4 separate regions of the Mus musculus genome follow, and all the other regions are linked to region 3. A link is a contact called in public ChIA-PET, Hi-C and HiChIP or PLAC-seq data. All regions are on one chromosome and are shown on one strand. Each heading gives the region's core, a stretch centred on a gene start, on an enhancer-like site or on the middle of the called end of the contact. The rest is flanking DNA. Distances are from core to core; before and after follow the strand shown.

Region 1 (4,418 bases), core at 1,270-3,769, 380 kb after region 3:
CTCTTATCATTTCTTAAACCAGAGTGTTAAACCGAATACTGAGCCACTGATTTATACATTTAATGGGCTGACATTTTTTTCTCCTTCACCCACGCCCCTGTGAGTGGGTGCTGATTCAGAGATGGCTCGGTGGTGTCTGAGGGACAAAAGAAATGCAGCAGCGCCACAGGCCGTGCCCCAGAGCAGGAGCTGTTCTCCAGGGCACTGTGCTGCGGCCGAGATCCTCTCATCCCACAGGACCGTGGGCCCAGAGGAAGTCACCAAGACTGGGTCTGTCTGTGAGGTTTCACTGGAGGATGCCTGCACTGCCTCTCACATAGTAACTCAGTCATTGTTGCAGTGCTGGGGATGGAATCTGGGTTCTCTGCGTGACAGGCAGGCAAAGGCTTACTTTGGGTCACAGCTGCTTTGTGCTGTGACAGGAGAGTGAGGTGGGTTACACTGAACAAATCTGGGGTGCAAGTTAACCATACTCACTGCCTGGCCTTTTATAGGGGTTTGCTGGCCACTGTGATGCAGTAAGAGAAAGGACTGGGCTATAGGTCCTTTCTGTTTCTGTTCCCACACACAATAGGGTAAAGCATGTACATTCTGGCCAAAAAAAGGGCAGAGCTGGGGCAGCAGGCCTGCCGGGATCATAGGGGCTCCACTGTAACATTCCTCGAATGGACCGACAGCCTGTGGCACTGGTTCTCTGGGGTCCTGTGAGTCCTTCCCTTTCTTGACCATGGAGGGATTAAGACCCAGTGAGGTTTTTTCTTTGTTGTTTTTTTGTTTGGTTGGTTGGTTTTTGAATATTACATGTGCTTTATTTTTTTATTAGATGTTTTCTTTATATACATTTCAAATTTCAAATGCTATTCCAAAAGTTCCCTATACCCTCCCCCCGCCCTGCTCCCCTACCCACCCACTCCTGCTTCTTGGCCCTGGCATTCCCTTGTACTGGGGCATATAAAGTTTGCAATACCAAGGGGCCTCTCTTCCCAGTGATAGCCGACTAGGCCATCTTCTGCTACATATGCAACTAGAGACACAAGCTCCGGGGGTACTGGTTAGTTCATATTGTTGTTCCACCTATAGGGTTGCAGACCCCCTCAGCTCCTTGGGTACTTTCTCTAGCTTCTCCATTGGGGGCTCTGTGTTCCATCTTATAGATGACTGTGAGCATCCACTTCTGTATTTGCCAGGCACTGGCATAGCCTCATACCGAGACAGCTATCTGGTGAGGTTCTTATAAGCTGTAAGGACCACAGCTCTATCATCCCTCAACTCCAACATTTTGAGAACTGTGATCGTGGAACTGTCAGCCCCACCTCTTTCCTAGTTATCCATTTTCCTAGTGCTTCTCTCTGCTCCCTTTCCTTGGTGGCTCACTTAGTTCAGGATGCTCTAGCAGCAGCCCCCGGACACACTTGGAAGGAGTAGGGTTAAAGGGGCATGCACAGGCTGTGGTCTGGTCAGTGCTCGACTCTGACAGGCTTGAATCCTGATCATAGGACAACATTCTGCATTCTTCTCTACTCTCTTACCGGTAACCTTACCTCGCTCTGACTGAATCCCAGTCCAACACCAATCTAGCAAGCTGCTTCCTTTGCTTCTGGATATTGGGAATCTCCACCTGGAAGGAAAAACAGACCACAAGAGATAAATCTGGACATTTTAGCTGAATTCTTCAAACAGCAATTACCTCTTTACAAAAGTTTTCTTTTAGACACAAACTTCCTTTACTTCCCCAAATAGGTCTACATTAAAGCCGCTGATTAGTGTCCTATAGGAACACTCTAGCTGTTTACTACCTGGTCTCTGCCAGGCTGGGCAGCACAAGCACCCACCTCTGCTATGCCGTAGAGAGGGTCCATGATCTCCTTCTCCACAAAGACTTCATGTTGTGAGAGTTCAAGAGCCAGCTGGTTCTCAGCGTCCCCACAGGTCTCCAGCATCTTCCTTTAGGAACAAGATACCAAACAATAGCCATGCACTCATTAAACTAAGCTGTCATGTGGTTGCATTCTGCCATGACAGGAACACAGCAGAGCACTACTCAACAAAACTTTTACAATGCTTTGCATGTGTGCTATCACCTAAAATACAAGTCCAGCTTTGGGCTTATAAAGTGAAATGAATGGAGACAGAAAGGTGGTTCACTGAAGATACAGAGCGTACGAGGCCCGAGGTTCCAACCTGCGAACAGGAAGCTGAAGGGAAGGAGGGACGGACTGTCTCTGGCATGTATGAAATGTGGGAGGAAATAAAGTATGAAGAGTGAGATCATAACTTAAACAAGAATTAGGTTCTCAAGTTAGGTGAGAGGAGTGTTCTCAAAATACCCAGAAAAACCTTAGCATGTGCAAAGGTCACTCCTTACATGTGGTTTTGTATCTGAGTGAGTGTAGCCTTAGAGGTGCCTTCTCCAGAGTCAACACAGAAACTGGGTCTCCAGCTTCCCATGCACCGATGTGGGTTCCTCCCCAGCATCATAAAACAGGGTTCTCGAGGGCAGATGAGGAGGCTGACTAACACTTCCGTGCCACAAGCACTGTGCTACTGAACAGCAGACTTCCTTCTCATTTTCCTTAAGCACACAGCTGATGTAACCCCAAATACATGCGCAAATGTGTGACTCCACAGGCTCCGCCCACCCTCTAGACCTTCTTTTCCACAGCGCCCCTCCAGTTCTCCGTGGAGAGGGTGTGGTGTGGTGAGAGGTGGCTGTCCTATCAGATCGAAGCTGAAGAAGCTGAAGAAGGCTCTGTGCTCAGGCAGCTCCCTCACCCTTTTCCCTGCCTCAAGTATGAACACAAGGATTCGTCCTGCCCAATGCCGAGGTTGTTCTGAAGGCCAAGAGAGCGAGTACTTAGAGAGCATTCAGCATTGGGCTAGTACACAGCATCACTGTTGTGATGTCATTGAGGAAAATGACTTAGTACAAGGAAGCAAAGATGGAAACCTGTGTGGGTTTCTGAGAAAAACCTTAACGTGTGAGCGTGTGTGTGTGTGTGTGTGTGTGTGTGTGTGTGTGAGAGAGAGAGAGAGAGAGAGAGAGAGAGATAAGCATTCCAATTACCTAGATACAATCATTATAATCATATCTTAGATTCATAAATATACAATTATATATGGGTCAATTAAATAAAAACATATTTAAAAAGAAAGTAAAGTAGGCCTAACACTTTGAAGTTCATACAATCACCACATGAGCCAAATAATTCAGGAAATGTACTCATTAGAGAACACTACCTTCCATGCTTTGGTGGCCACCCTGGTAGTGAGGGACACTGAAGGACTGGTCAGTACTAACTCTGAGCCTACACACTGGCATGGGGGGGTATGCACGTTCATGTCCAAGCATAGAGGAACACAGACTGACCCTTGTGCCTGGCTAAGCTCTTAGTAGAGACGATCCTCCCTGGCATCACAGCCTTTAGGTATCTGTCCCCAAGGTCTAAGCTGCTCCCTGATGCAAGAGCCTCCACTATTGTGCTCCCAATTGCTCTGGTGGCAGCCAGATACCACAGCTACCCAGTTCTCCAGGCTCCAGGCCAAGGGCTCTCAGAAGCACCACTTACCCCAAGAGAGACTCTTCCAGCTGGGCTGAAGCCTCCTGCATGTTCTGGGCAAGAGCTGTCAGAGGAAGCTTTTTCTAGAAGGCAAAGACAAGGTCAATTCGTATGGGTAGTTTCTCAGTCATTCTCACTGGTCTGCTTCAGGCCACTCTGGGTACCCTTGCCCTCCAGGCAATTGCACCAGGAAGAGTTGTCCCTGTGGCTGTCCTTTAACTAAATGAACTTCAGGTGCCTCGTGCACATGGTGGTGGTGGGGTGTCCCCCAACACAGGGTGTGCTCCCCAGGGGTCCAACAGCTGCTACTGTTGCTGCTGAGGTTGTTACTAATTAATCAGGTGAACAGAGACTAAGTGTGCTTGTGTGAAATCTTGGGACAGTGTTTCAGATTTTTAGACTTGGAATAGGTGCACTGTCTTTACTGACTGAGTATCCCTAACTTGAAAATCCAAAACATGTAATGGTCCAAAGTCTGCATTCAAAAAGTCTCCAATTTCAGACAATTTTGGATTTTAGATTTTGTTTTAATTTTTACTTAAAACTTAAAATTATTAAAAATAATTCATTTACTGGGGGCAGGGAGCACCTATACCAGTGCAAATGTGGAAGCCAGAGTTCAACTTGTGGGTCAGTTCTCTCCTTCTACCCTGTAGGCTTCTGGAATTCAGCTCAGGTCATCAGCATGATGGCAAACACCTTTATCTGCGCTGAGTCACCCTGCCAGCCATGTGTGTTCTTGAGACAGGGTCTCATGTATCCCAAGCTGGCCTTGAACTCACCATTTGTAGTCAAGGGTGACTTTACTGTTTCCACATTCTGAGTGCTAGAATTATGGGCAGGTACTGTCACACTTGGTCT
Region 2 (3,918 bases), core at 198-2,697, 440 kb after region 3:
CACTTCAGAACTCCAGTTATTCCTTTCGCCATCTCTCCCTGAAGTATCAGTGGTTACTTGTGTCTCCAGTGAATAATAAATAAAACAAAATATATGAACATATATAGGTTGATTTGCTGTTTTCTTTTTTAAGGAATTGAGTCAGTATGTAGCTCAGTTGGTAGAATATTTTCTAGATTGCACTAAACTCAGGGTTTGAGCCTCAATAGTGTACAAATTACATGTGGTTACACATACCTACAATCCCAGCACTGGAGACGTGTAGGCACCAGAAGTTCAAGGTCATTGAATTAGAAGTTCAAGGTCATTTTTGGCTACACAGTGAGTTAAAGGCCAGGCTTCATTATAGGAGAACTCATCTAGTTTTTCTTTTTTTAATTTGAAATATAGTCTTGCTATATTATCCAGGCTGACCTCCAACACTAGGCTCAAAGGATCCTATTGCTCTCGCTTCCCAAACATTCTCTCTCTCTCTTCCTCTCTCTCTCTCTCTCTCTCTCTCTCTCTCTCTCTCTCTGTGTGTGTGTGTGTGTGTGTGTGTGTGTGTTTCTGAGCTCAGATCCAAAAACCCTGGAAAGGGTGGGCAAGTGTTTATCACTGCCCTATCGCCACAGAATTTTTATGGGTATGATTTAGACTTCTTAAAGCTAGAGCTTATCCCTTCCTCTCTCCCAAACAACAAACAAAATAGAAAATAACCCTTCAATTTTATTTAGAGTTTTATAGTGATCCATTATGGAATACCTGTAAAGTACACTGCACACGCACAATTATGAAACATATTTACTCATTTGAGAAACTGTCCTCCCTCTGTCCTTTCACTGGTTTCTCTTCCCCCACCTTCCCCATTCATGTCACCTAAACCTTGATTTCTATTCACTTGTTCCTCAGTCCCGCAGACTATTTTGATTACATCTGTTGATTCTGAAACAGAGTTCAAGAAATTTTGTAGCCCCATCCCCAATTTACTCTCATGGTTACAAAGTTTTCCATTTTGTTCTTCACAACTCTCTCTTTCACAACTTTTTCCCCCTTTTCTTTCTGAGAACCCTACTCCCAGGCGAGCGCTCTGAGCTATGTTCCTAGTCACTTCCTAACATCTCAAAGGCATTGATTAGCACAGGACCTGACACAGTGTTGACTCCCCGACTAGAAGTTTGTTACAGTGTTGAATGATCTAAATGGAGACAGAAAGTTAATACATTAAACTTGCTTCTTTTGGGTGGACTCTCTGCCCTTCAGCCCTGAATTGACTGTGTTTGTAAGTTACTGAGCGACAAGAAGCCACTAAGACTACATTTCCCAAAAAGGATTGCGGCGCCACCAGCATGTCCGGGCTCTCTAGAAACTTCCGGGTTGTGCGGGCGGAGCCTAAAGAATCCTCCAATGGTCTGACTGGACGAGGAACTTGGTCCGACAAACGTCATGTCCCGGGAGCCAGTCAGCTGAAAGGTGGGTGGGCGGTGCGGGGGCGGCGTCACTGAGCAGCGCCCGCCTATCGCGCCTTATCTTTGCAGCTTTAGTCGGTGCCTGTTTCTTGCCTCTTTCCCCCACTGCTCGTTTCCCCGTTTCCATGTCCCTGGTGGGTGCCGCACCCCAGAACATCCCACGCACATGGCCTCCAGCTCGAGGGAGTCCTCGTTCTCTTCCTGCTCGTCGAGCTGTGACTTGGACGACGAGGGAGTGCGCGGCACCTGCGAAGATGCTTCTCTCTGCAAGAGGTGCCTGGGGGCGCTGGGTTTGGGATGGGAGCTGGTGTCCCGAGCCTAGGTGGCTAGAGGGCCACTGACCAAGGCATACGCTAGGACACTGGGAAGGGGCTGTCGCACTCATCTGGAGCGGCCCTGGCTTCACACCTGGGAAGTGCACGGAGCAGGGAGAGGTTCATTTAAGTCACAATTAACGAGTGTGTGTGAACCCGGGGTACCACGACTGGGAGTAAGGCTCTGAACAAAGCTTGCAAGATCTTAGCCTTCAGGAAAGACAGGGTGTGTTGCAAGTAATAACTACAGCTTTGCTGGGTTAGAAAAGGAACTTTGCTTGGTAGGTTACAATCCTGTTGAAATTGGTCATTATTCCCCATTGTGCAGCTGAAGCTCAAGTCTATGAGGGAGGGGTAGATTGCAGGTCCCAGCACCCGCAGTGTTTGTAGAATCAGCACTATACATAGGTCACAGTATTTATGGAGTTGTAGTAGGTGGTGGTGGTGGGTCTTGTCAGTGCACAAGAAAACATAAAGCTTGCATGTCCTTCATTCCTGCAACAAAGCTATTGAGACAGTACACTGTGCCTTACTTTGAGCTAATTGGTAGGGTTTGCTTTCAGTGATTGCAAATACTTAAAGGAGCAAAACAGACATGGTGTTGACATACTAGACTCACAGCCTCGTTGGGAGGAGCAGTAAACTCATACTTTAGTGTTGGGCTCTTGGAGATGTCTTTAGAGTTTGAAATTTATCCAGGGATGTTTAAACTGGCAAGAAAAAGCCTGAGACAGGGAAGTAGGACAATGTTCAGAACTAGGGACGAGTGTGGGCTTTGGAACAATTAGGACAATGCCCTGGAGAGAGGCGTGGGCTGGGGGCCAGAGAGGTGTTATAGTGTGGGGAATACAAGTTTTGGAATGAAGTGTTGCACTCTTTGTAGGGTCTTAGAAACTAAGCAATGGGATTTAAAGCATCAGTCCTGGAGCCAGACTGCCTAAGCTATATAAACTTGGGCAAGTTCCTAATGTGTATGTGTGTGTGTGTTGGGGGCATGCATGTGTGGGTGACTACCTGTGCATCCTAGAGGAGGATGTTGGGTATCCTGCTCTATCGTTCTGCCTTGTTCCCTTGAGATAAGATCTCTCACCTTTTCAGCCAGACTGGTTAGGTAAGGAGCAAACCTTAGAGACCTCAGCAGTCTTCCTGCCCCCAGCCCCCATCACGGGTTGCAGGTGCGTGAAAAGCCATGCCCTTCTTTTTTATTGTGCTGGGGATCCAACTCAGTCCTCAGGCTTGTACAAAAAGTGTTCTTACCCACTGAGCCATCTCCCCAGCCCCCTAACTTTTTTTTTTTTTTTTTTGCCTTAGATTTCTTGTCTCTGAAGTAGGGGCTGGGGAGAGAGCTTAGTTGGGAAAGTGCTTGCTGTGCAACCATTGTGACCTGAGCTCATATGCCTGTAACCCCCATCCTGGGGATTGGGAACAAGGGGTTCCCTGGAGCTCCCTGACCAACTTGGTCTAGCTAAATTGGCAAGTTCCAGGTTCAATGAGAAACCCTGTCTCAAAAAATAAGGTGGAAAGTGATAGAGGAAGACACCCGCTATCAATCTCAGGACCGAGCATGTGCATGCATAGCTGTATACATCTGCACATGCAGGTACGCCCGCGTACATCACACAGTAAAAGCGTGTGTGTGTGAGAAAGAGACAGAGACAGACAGAAGCAGATGTGGCGTGGCGGGTGGCAGCGATCTGGTCTCTTAAGTGGCTTTGAAGATTCAGTGATACTCTCTGCTATCCACTATCAGTAGATCCTTTCGAGTAGTGGAGGCTGTGGTTTGCATTCAGAGCTTTTTGCACTGGATCCTTGTCTCTGAGAATCTGGTTTGGATTTTGTTGTTGTTGTTGTTTCTGTTTTTTGTTTTGTTGTTGTTGAGTTTTTTTTTTCCCTTGTTTTGTTTTTCTACACAGGGTTTCTCTGTGTAGCCCTGGCTGTCTTGGAACTTGCTCTGTAGACCAAGCTGGCCTCTAATTCACAGAGATCTGCTTGCCTCTGCCTCTTGGGTGCTGGGACTAAAGGTGTGTGCCACTACCATCTGCCATATGTATATTTGTGTCTTTGTGAGTGCACATTGTGTTGGCAGGTCCTCTAGAGTTGGGGTTATAGACAGTTATAAACCACCCAATGTATGTGCTGGGAATTGAACTTGGGGT
Region 3 (3,996 bases), core at 163-2,662:
CAGAGTTCAAATCCCAGCAACCACATGGTGGCTCACAACCATCCGTAACGAGATCTGACTCCCTCTTCTGGAGTGTCTGAAGACAGCTATAATGTACTTCCATATAATAAATAAATAAATCTAAAAAAAAAAGGTAAAGACAAGTCCAATATCTATCTTCAAGGGTTAATAAGGTACTGTCATGATCCAATGTGTTTCAGCCATGAAAAGGCATGAACAAAGCAGAAGTGGGGGCTTCCTAGTGAAAGAAAGGGAACCAGCCGCAGACAGGAAGGAACTGGGGGTGGGAAATAAAATACAGTGAAGTATAATGCCACATCCGTATGAAAATGTCTTGAAACCCTTATTTGTTATACTGTCTTAAACGATTAGCTTCTTTAAAACATGTCTTAAAAGAGTCATTAACTGGTGGTTTAGTTTAGTGTGTAAAAGTACCTGCCACACAGCCTGGACTCAATCCCTAGAACTCAGAAAACTAGATACAGTGGCTCACATCTGTAATCTCAGCACTTCCATGAGATATTCTCTCTCTCTCTCTCTCTCTCTCTCTCTCTCTCTCACGCACACACACACACACACACACACACACACACACACACACACACACACAGAGAGAGAGAGAGTAGTGGTAATAATAAATAAAATAAAACCAGTCTATAATAAAAGCAGCCATTGTGTCAACACCTCCCTATAGAGACATAGATGTAGATATAGTTGTATACAAGACAACTCTGAACGGCATTTTCCTTACTTTCTCCCCAGGTTTCTCTGTGGTGTTTGGAACCCAGTTGCCCCAACAATGACCTGCTCGGTAACCTTCCTAATGGGCCTCTCTCCCTCCTGGTGCCTCCGTGTCTCTGTCCCATAGTAGTGGTTCTTTGGATTAACACACACACACACACACACACACACAGATGATGATGATGGTGATGATGATGATGATGATGCAATTAGTTTTAAAGATGTCTTTAATTTGTCCTTTCAGCAACCTAAACCAAAGGAGATCTATAGTCTTCTCTTGAATTCCTTCCTGGTCACAGGAAGGAGGTAGAAGATGGCTGTCTGTGTGGGAACTTTCCAGGGTCTCCTTGGCTTCAGCCCACCTCCAGCCACTGTCAATATACCTACCCTACTTTGCCACATCAGAAAGCAGCAGCGCCATGAAGGATTCCTGGTATCTCATTTGATCGAGGCCATGAAATTTCTAACCCTAACTGCATCAGGCGACTCAATTGTCAGCAGGGAAAGGCAAGAGGAAACGGTTAAATCTTAATTTCTGACCTCCTTAAAAACCAAAAACTAAAATGCAACGCAAGACGTTAACAGAGGGGAAACTCCACGAGCTCTTTCTGATTGGTACAAAGCACGGGACCAACCTTCGTGAATACCACACCCAGCAGGATGTTTAGCAGTCAAAGGATAAGCACACCAGCTCCTGCAATTGCTATTCATCTGAGCCTCTCTTGTTCTACCACTCATAGCATCCGACTGAAAGCGAAAGTGTAAATGTGTCGGGGGTTGGTCTGAGGCTGGTAGGCTTTTAAATGTTAAATACTACCCCCAAGATCTAGTTGCCCAAGGCAAGCAGATCCTCACATTCAACAAGTAAACTTTTTTTTTTACTCTATGTAAACCTTGCTCCCTACTTTAATATTATTTGATTAATAAAAGGCTAGAGCCTGTGACTGGGCAATAGAGAGACAAGCAGGACTTGAGGATCGAGTGAGGGGTTTCAGGAGAGACCAGAAGGAGGAGGAGAAAGGAGGTAGAGAGAGGGGAAGGTTGCCATGAGGGAGGTGGAGCCTGAGGACAGGCGGATGGGACAGAGATATCCGGGACTGAGACTCAAACAGCAAGGAACAAGGGACATTTGACTGGGATTTAAGTTAGAATAGCTCACAGCCTGCCCAATCTGGGCTTAGAGCTTGTAAATTATCAGGATTTTGTACCTTTTATTCGGGCTAGCTGGAATAAATAATTCATTTACATAAATGTATCATCATTTTTAGACATTAGTGACCTCGCTGTAGGAAATCCTGCAAATTCCCACACCACAGAAACTATTAGTGCTAATAAATTCAGCAAGTGTACGCGGTAGCAGCAGGACACACAAACGCAGTCAGCTGTGTTTCCATACATCAGCACCGGGTAACCTGAAAACTCAATTAGGAAAACAATTCCACTTATAATAGCATCAAATTGAATACAACACTTTGGAACAAATTTAACCCAGGAGGTATGAAAATCGGCCACTGAAAACTCTAATATGTCAGTGAGATAAATTAAACAAGGCTGGCATTAGTGAAACAGAAAACACGACAGGGCTACCCAAGCATGCAATAGGTACAAAAAGCCCAACAACCTTTTTCTGTACATATTTGTGTGAGTGGACTGTGAGTGTGTTTTTCTCACCTGTACAGAGGCACGTGCATTCGTTGGTGCACATAGAACGGGTGCCAGTCACTCTCCAGCTCCTCAATCCAGGCAGTGTCTCACTTGACCCCGGACTTGCCTGCTCTGGGGACTCCCCAGTGCTGGGGTTATAAACTGGTCATCAAGCCCATGTGGTATTGATGTGTGTGCTGGGGGAGTCCAAACCCCAGCCTTCACGCTTGCTGAACAAGCAGAGTACCCACTGGGCCGTCACACCAGCCCCTCCACAACTTTTTTTTTGACAAATGTGGGAAACTTGACTCTAAAACTCACATGGAATGAGAAGAGCCCCCGAGTAACTGAATTCTTTACAAAGAAAACCCTCAAACAGAACATGGTGGCTCAAATCTGGAACACCAAGACTCCGGAGATGGAAACAGGAGGGTCAGGATCCAAGTGATCTTTACTTATAAATATATAAGAATAGAGTTAGAGAGAGGGAGTATGGGGCCAACCTGAGCTACCTGAGACCAGGTCAAAAGAAGAAACAAAGCAAAAGTTGAGTTTAAGGAATCGAAGTTTGTTGTTTTTAAAACTCACTCAAGGGACACTGATATAAAGATAGATAATAAAACGTGGACCAGGATTCAAAAATCTAGAGGTTAATCCATGCATCCTGGTGAGGCAACATTCTTTTTTTTGAAAATCTTGTCTCCAGGTTTATTTATTTTTATTTTACGTGTATGGGTTTTGGTTTGGTTTGGTTTTTTTTTCCCCCCTTCATGCATGTTTGTGCACCTCATGCATGTAGTGTCTACAGGGGCCAGAAGAGGGCGTCAGAGTCCCTGAGACTGGAGTTAGAGATGGCTGTGCGCTGCCATGTGAGTGCTGATAAAAGAATCTGCATCCTCTGGAAGAGCCATCAGTGCTCTTACCTGACGAGGCATTGCTCCAGCCCCTCGGTAACGTGATTTTCACAAGTGTATCAAGACAACGCAGTAAGGGGAAGAACTTCGCCTTCAGTGAAGTTGAGACACTTCAATATCCACACGCTAGTAAGTGAAGTTCACAGCCTGTTTTACACATCACCAAAAAATGATTCAAAGGCGGTGGTGGCACACACCTTTAATCCCAACACTTGGGAGGCAGAGGCAGGCAGATTTCTGAGTTCGAGGCCAGCCTGATCTACAAAGTGAGTTCCAGGACAGAGAAACCCTGTCTCGGAAAAAACCAAAAAAAAAGAAAGAAAGAAACTAAAACTATGAAACTCTTAGCCACAGGGGTAGATTTTTATGTCCTTAGGCCTGTTTGTTGATTCTTTGTGTGTGTGTGTGTGTGTGTGTGTGTGTGTGTGTGTGTGCAGGTATGAAGGTCAAAAAAAATAACTTGGTGGCATCTATTGTTCAACCAAATGGCTCTCAACCTAGCAGTAAGTGCCTCTAGCTGCTAAGCCAGGTATAGGGTATCCACAGGTTTAAACCAGAGATTGCCAGCCACGCCCACTGATTCTTAGACGTTATAACTGAAGCACAAAGAACAACAACAAAGTAGATAAGTTAGAACTCTGTCCAGATTAAGAACCTTTTCATAACAACATGTTTCCAATCCCAGCAATGGAATGGC
Region 4 (3,897 bases), core at 712-3,211, 470 kb before region 3:
GCATAGCTGGGTCACAAGGAAGATCTGTTTTCTAGCCTTTTGAGGAACCTCCACCCTGGTTTCCAGTGTGTCTGTACCGGTTTGTACTTCCACCATCAGTGAATAACTGTCTCCTTTCCCAATGCCTGTTCTCTTTTTTTTTTCTTTTTAAAAAAAATCTTAGCCATTTTGACATGGGAAAAATAAGATCACAAAGTGGTTTTAATTTACATTTCCCTGATTGGTATTTCCTTTTTTTGAAAGATGTCTGTTTTATATATATGTTGTCAAAGACTTTTTCCCTTGTGTAGGCTGTTTCTTTTCTCAAATGTCCTTTGCTGTACAAACACCTTTTAGTTTCTCGAGGTCTCATTCGTCAGTTGTTGGTCTTATTGCCTGTTCAGCCACGATCCTCTTCCAAAAGTGCTTCCCTGTGCCTATAAGTTGAAGCTCTTAGCCTGGGAGGGAACTTCATGAATCCTCCCCCAGGCTATGTTAATAGCTGTCATTTTTTTTTTTTTGACCCAGGGTCTTACTTTGTGGCCCAGGCTGTCTCAAACGTGTAGTCTTCCTGTCTTCACAGACATACATTTTAAACTGTGAGTTATGTTTGCATTTATGGTTATATTTTCTCATATCTGGGGCTGTTCTAGAAAAACAAAGCGACAAATTGTTGATGTTTCTCTTGGGAACTCCCAAGTAGTGTTTTTTACTACCGGACATTGATTGTACTGGACTGAAACTTCTTAGACTGCAATATCTTCCAGGCAGACTTGGGTATCTCCAGGATAGTGACCCCTTTACTCTACCCTAAGACACAATATCCACATATCAGAAGAAGAACATTAAGGAGACAAAAGTCCTTGATGAGCATCAGGAAGAAGCTAAGGGTCTGCAGTCTACTTACACCCCAAGCTCTCAAACGGTTTTAAAAGAACTTTCAGGAAGAAGGAAGCAGATGCTGGAGTGTCATGGAAGATTGCTTTAGTGTTTGGAGAAATGCTGGAGACAAAGTATTTGCCAATGTGAAGACTCTTAACAAGATGCAAAGAGTAAAACAAAACAAGCAAAACCAACAATCAAAAAAGCTCTGGGTACCTGGGTAGTTGCTGTACCTGAGGGATGTGGTGGGAGGTAGGGAGTAGTCTTGGGTGATTAGGTGTCTACAGTATGAGTAAGGCGGTTTGCTATAGGTAGGGAGGTAAGATGGCTTTCTAGGAGTCTGTCTGTCCGTCCATCCACCCACCCATCCATCCATGAAGGACCCAAGTACTAGATTGGTTCCTAGAGTGAAGGAAATGTGACCTGTGCCTTGAAAGGTCTCCTAGGCTGTCAGGAAAGCTAGGCAGAGATTAATATTGTGTTGGTCCCGTGGGGACTTCAGAGGGGGCTTAAAGTTTGTGATGGAAGCCATGGCAAGCTAAGTCTCTTACAGTACGACAGTTATCAGTGGGGCAAAGGAATGGGAAAATGAATGTGAGCTAGGTTTTCTGAGCACGTACTATGCAGATCCTTTCCAGAAGGGCAAACAGAGGCATGCAGTGAAAGGAGTTTAGGATGACGTTATTACTTTCTGAGTGTGGCTTCCTCCTCATGCTATCAGAAATTAAGAGTATAGACTTGACAGGGTCCCTTGATCCCCCAGCCATTAACGTAGGCATCTAGTGTCCACTATTTTCGAATAATCTAAAACTTACTATTACAGCAGGAGAGAAGTTAGATCTCTTTGCCTGGACAGATGTCACAACCTTGCCAGTTCCCTGAGGTGGCTGCAGCATCTTCCTCAGCCTTCTCTTGTCTGCCACACAGGCAGACTCCCCATCATTCTGCCAAGTTAAAACCGACTTCAGCTCACATGTTCTCCAGGCACCGTGTCTACAAATCCCACTCTTTAATGTGTGCTGTTCCTCAAACCTCTTAAGCTCGTGGGTATTTGAGTGCAGAGTCAGAATGAACCTGCGGCTGTGTTTATTTTTTGCTCAGTCACATCCTTCCTTTGAGCTGATGACTTGTTTGAAGCAGAAAGAGGGGGATGTGGGGAGTGTGGTGGAGGAAAAGCAGCTTTCGATAATGCTTCAAAATATTACCCAGCCAAGTGTTGGCTTCAAGGCTTTATTAAGGAAAAGGAAAAGGAAAAGGGAAATGGAAAGGGAAAGGGAAAGGGAAAGGGAAAGGGAAAGGGAAAGGAAAAGGAAAAGGAAAAGGAAAAAGAAAAAAAAAAAAGGATGTGAACTGGCAGCTCAGGACCACAAGGGGGCAGTCGCTGACTACAAAACCATCCCTCCACAGAAGTTTGGTCTCTTTTAAATAAATGTTCCAGTTTAAGCATGGCATGGTGCCTCACTTCCATAACTCCAGCTGCTTGGGAAACTGAGGCAGAGGGTCACAAGCTCAAGGCCTAACTGGGCTTCAGGATGAGTTCGAGGCCAGCCTGGGCCACTCAGTGAGAACATGTCTCAAAATAGAAAGAAAAAAAGGGGGCTTAGGGTGCGGTGGGGGAGGGGCTTGCACACATGGCAGGATGGACCCCTGAGCAAAGGTTCTTTCGTGGAAAGCTTGACTCAGTGTTCTATCCCTGGGATCTTCATGACGGAAGGAGAGAACTGACCGCAACTTCTCCTGTGCATGTGCGCATATGTGTGGACACACACACATACACTCACATATGCCTAATCAATTAGTGTAATAAAAAAATAATCCAGAAAGAGGGCTGGGGAAATAATTCAGTAGTAGAAAATTGCCTGGTATTTGTGAGACTCTGAGCTCAGTCCCCTCTCCCCTCCCCTCCCCCGAAATGTAAACACACACACACACACACACACACACAAAGGCATGCGTACTGAGGATGAAGTCTACACACCCCATCACTGTCACTGTCTGTAAGGAAAGGGCATTGCCACACAGATGGGCTCACTGAGGCCCAGAGGAAAGAAGGCTCCACACAGAGCAGGACAGGACCCAGTCCTGGAGTAATGCTCAGACACTCTCTATCTGAAAAGTGTGGAATCTTTAGTCCTTTACATGACAGATTTTCTCCACTTTTGGAATATCTGTGGAAACACAGTGAGATGCATTGAAGGTGTGACTCACACAGATGGTGGACTTCTTTCATGTCTCACATACCTTATCTACACACCCTAAAGGCTGTTTCGTGCAGTGTCCTTAGTGTTGCCAGCCGTGGGACTCTCTGCTTGCACTATCGTGTCAGTGTGTGGTATGTGCTGTACGGCGACACTCTGAGGAGTGAGGAGTAGGGATGACCACCTCCTGGCTTTCAGTTTTCCCCAACGTTTTATCAGGAAGTGTTTCTCTCAGCCACCAGTTTCACAGCAGACCTCGTGCATCTGCCTTCTAAGAGCTCCCATTGCCAGGGACCACACTGGCCTTGATCATGTGTCTGTCTATCTTGCTTTCCAATCACCCACCTGTCTTATTTTTAACACACTTCAAAGTAAATTACAGACATCCACTCAGTTCTTGCTAAACGATCCATCATATGAACAATTCAAAATCAGAATCTATCTTTTAAACTTTGAAAGAGAATTTACATATTATCCTATATACACATCTGCAGTGTCCAGTATCTGAGTTTTGACAATCGCGTTTGACTCTGCCATAGCCCCATCCATTCCTCCTCGACTGATTGATTGATGATTGATTGACTGACTGATTGATTGATGTCACAGAAATCACTACGGATCTATTAAACACAGTTGTGTGTGTGTGATGTCACAGAAATCAGTGAGGATCTATTAAACACTGTTGGGGGGCGAGGGGGGTCCTGCCCTCACTATCCCATGTGCCCTTAGGGAGTCTGGGAGCTAAGGAGCCCTTGACAACTTAAACCCCTCAGGCTGTATCATACTTCATAGCTGTTGCTGTGTGAAGGGCTCACAGTGCAGTGAAGCAGGCTCTTCG

The links. Hi-C and Micro-C count contacts between places; a contact is called where the count stands out from the background. ChIA-PET counts read pairs in DNA pulled down with a chosen protein or histone mark. HiChIP or PLAC-seq counts read pairs in DNA pulled down with a chosen protein or histone mark.
Region 1: a contact with region 3 is called in an RNA polymerase II ChIA-PET map of memory CD8 T cells, with 7 read pairs. The contact joins two enhancer-like sites. A contact is called at or near these places in 3 of 115 datasets of contacts at active chromatin or transcription factors (bone marrow-derived macrophages, embryonic stem cells and memory CD8 T cells).
Region 2: a contact with region 3 is called in a Hi-C map of the N1E-115 cell line, with 3 times the contacts expected there. The contact joins the promoter of Lcmt1 here to the enhancer-like site in region 3. A contact is called at or near these places in 3 of 484 Hi-C or Micro-C datasets (CD4 T cells, the N1E-115 cell line and Th1 cells).
Region 4: an H3K27ac HiChIP or PLAC-seq map of DN3 thymocytes shows a contact between it and region 3, with 17 times the contacts expected there. The contact joins two enhancer-like sites. A contact is called at or near these places in 3 of 39 promoter capture datasets (the C10 cell line, hippocampal neurons and liver), 2 of 15 datasets of contacts at CTCF or cohesin (embryonic stem cells and pro-B cells), 17 of 484 Hi-C or Micro-C datasets (the C10 cell line, CD4 T cells, the HPC-5 cell line and 14 more), 18 of 115 datasets of contacts at active chromatin or transcription factors (the 230-238 cell line, DN3 thymocytes, SST interneurons and 12 more) and 2 of 9 other capture datasets (adipose tissue and liver).

Annotation. Positions count from the first base shown.
Region 1 is chr7:123,320,047-123,324,464 of GRCm38.p6, forward strand. Arhgap17 (Rho GTPase activating protein 17) reads right to left here. Exons shown (of 20, transcript NM_144529.2): 4 at 3,567-3,640; 5 at 1,833-1,944; 6 at 1,542-1,618. Among named protein-coding and RNA genes, the nearest start is that of Arhgap17, 48 kb to the right of the region's middle. Within about 2 kb of position 2,520, at least 99 of the 459 cell types and tissues checked have an H3K27ac peak or open chromatin away from gene starts, as enhancers often do. A contact at or near this core is called in bone marrow-derived macrophages and memory CD8 T cells, where this site is marked.
Region 2 is chr7:123,376,535-123,380,452 of GRCm38.p6, forward strand. It overlaps Lcmt1 (leucine carboxyl methyltransferase 1), which reads left to right and starts at 1,448. Exons shown (of 11, transcript NM_025304.3): 1 at 1,448-1,721. The coding sequence starts at 1,615.
Region 3 is chr7:122,939,094-122,943,089 of GRCm38.p6, forward strand. Gm39083 (a long non-coding RNA gene) reads left to right here. Exons shown (of 3, transcript XR_869924.1): 2 at 763-811; 3 at 986-1,265. Among named protein-coding and RNA genes, the nearest start is that of Gm39083, 5.3 kb to the left of the region's middle. Within about 2 kb of position 1,413, at least 130 of the 459 cell types and tissues checked have an H3K27ac peak or open chromatin away from gene starts, as enhancers often do. A contact at or near this core is called in DN3 thymocytes, the N1E-115 cell line, Th1 cells and 3 more, where this site is marked.
Region 4 is chr7:122,464,065-122,467,961 of GRCm38.p6, forward strand. All of the region lies in intron 5 of Prkcb (protein kinase C, beta), which reads left to right. Among named protein-coding and RNA genes, the nearest start is that of Gm51497, 170 kb to the left of the region's middle. Within about 2 kb of position 1,962, at least 19 of the 459 cell types and tissues checked have an H3K27ac peak or open chromatin away from gene starts, as enhancers often do. A contact at or near this core is called in DN3 thymocytes and pro-B cells, where this site is marked.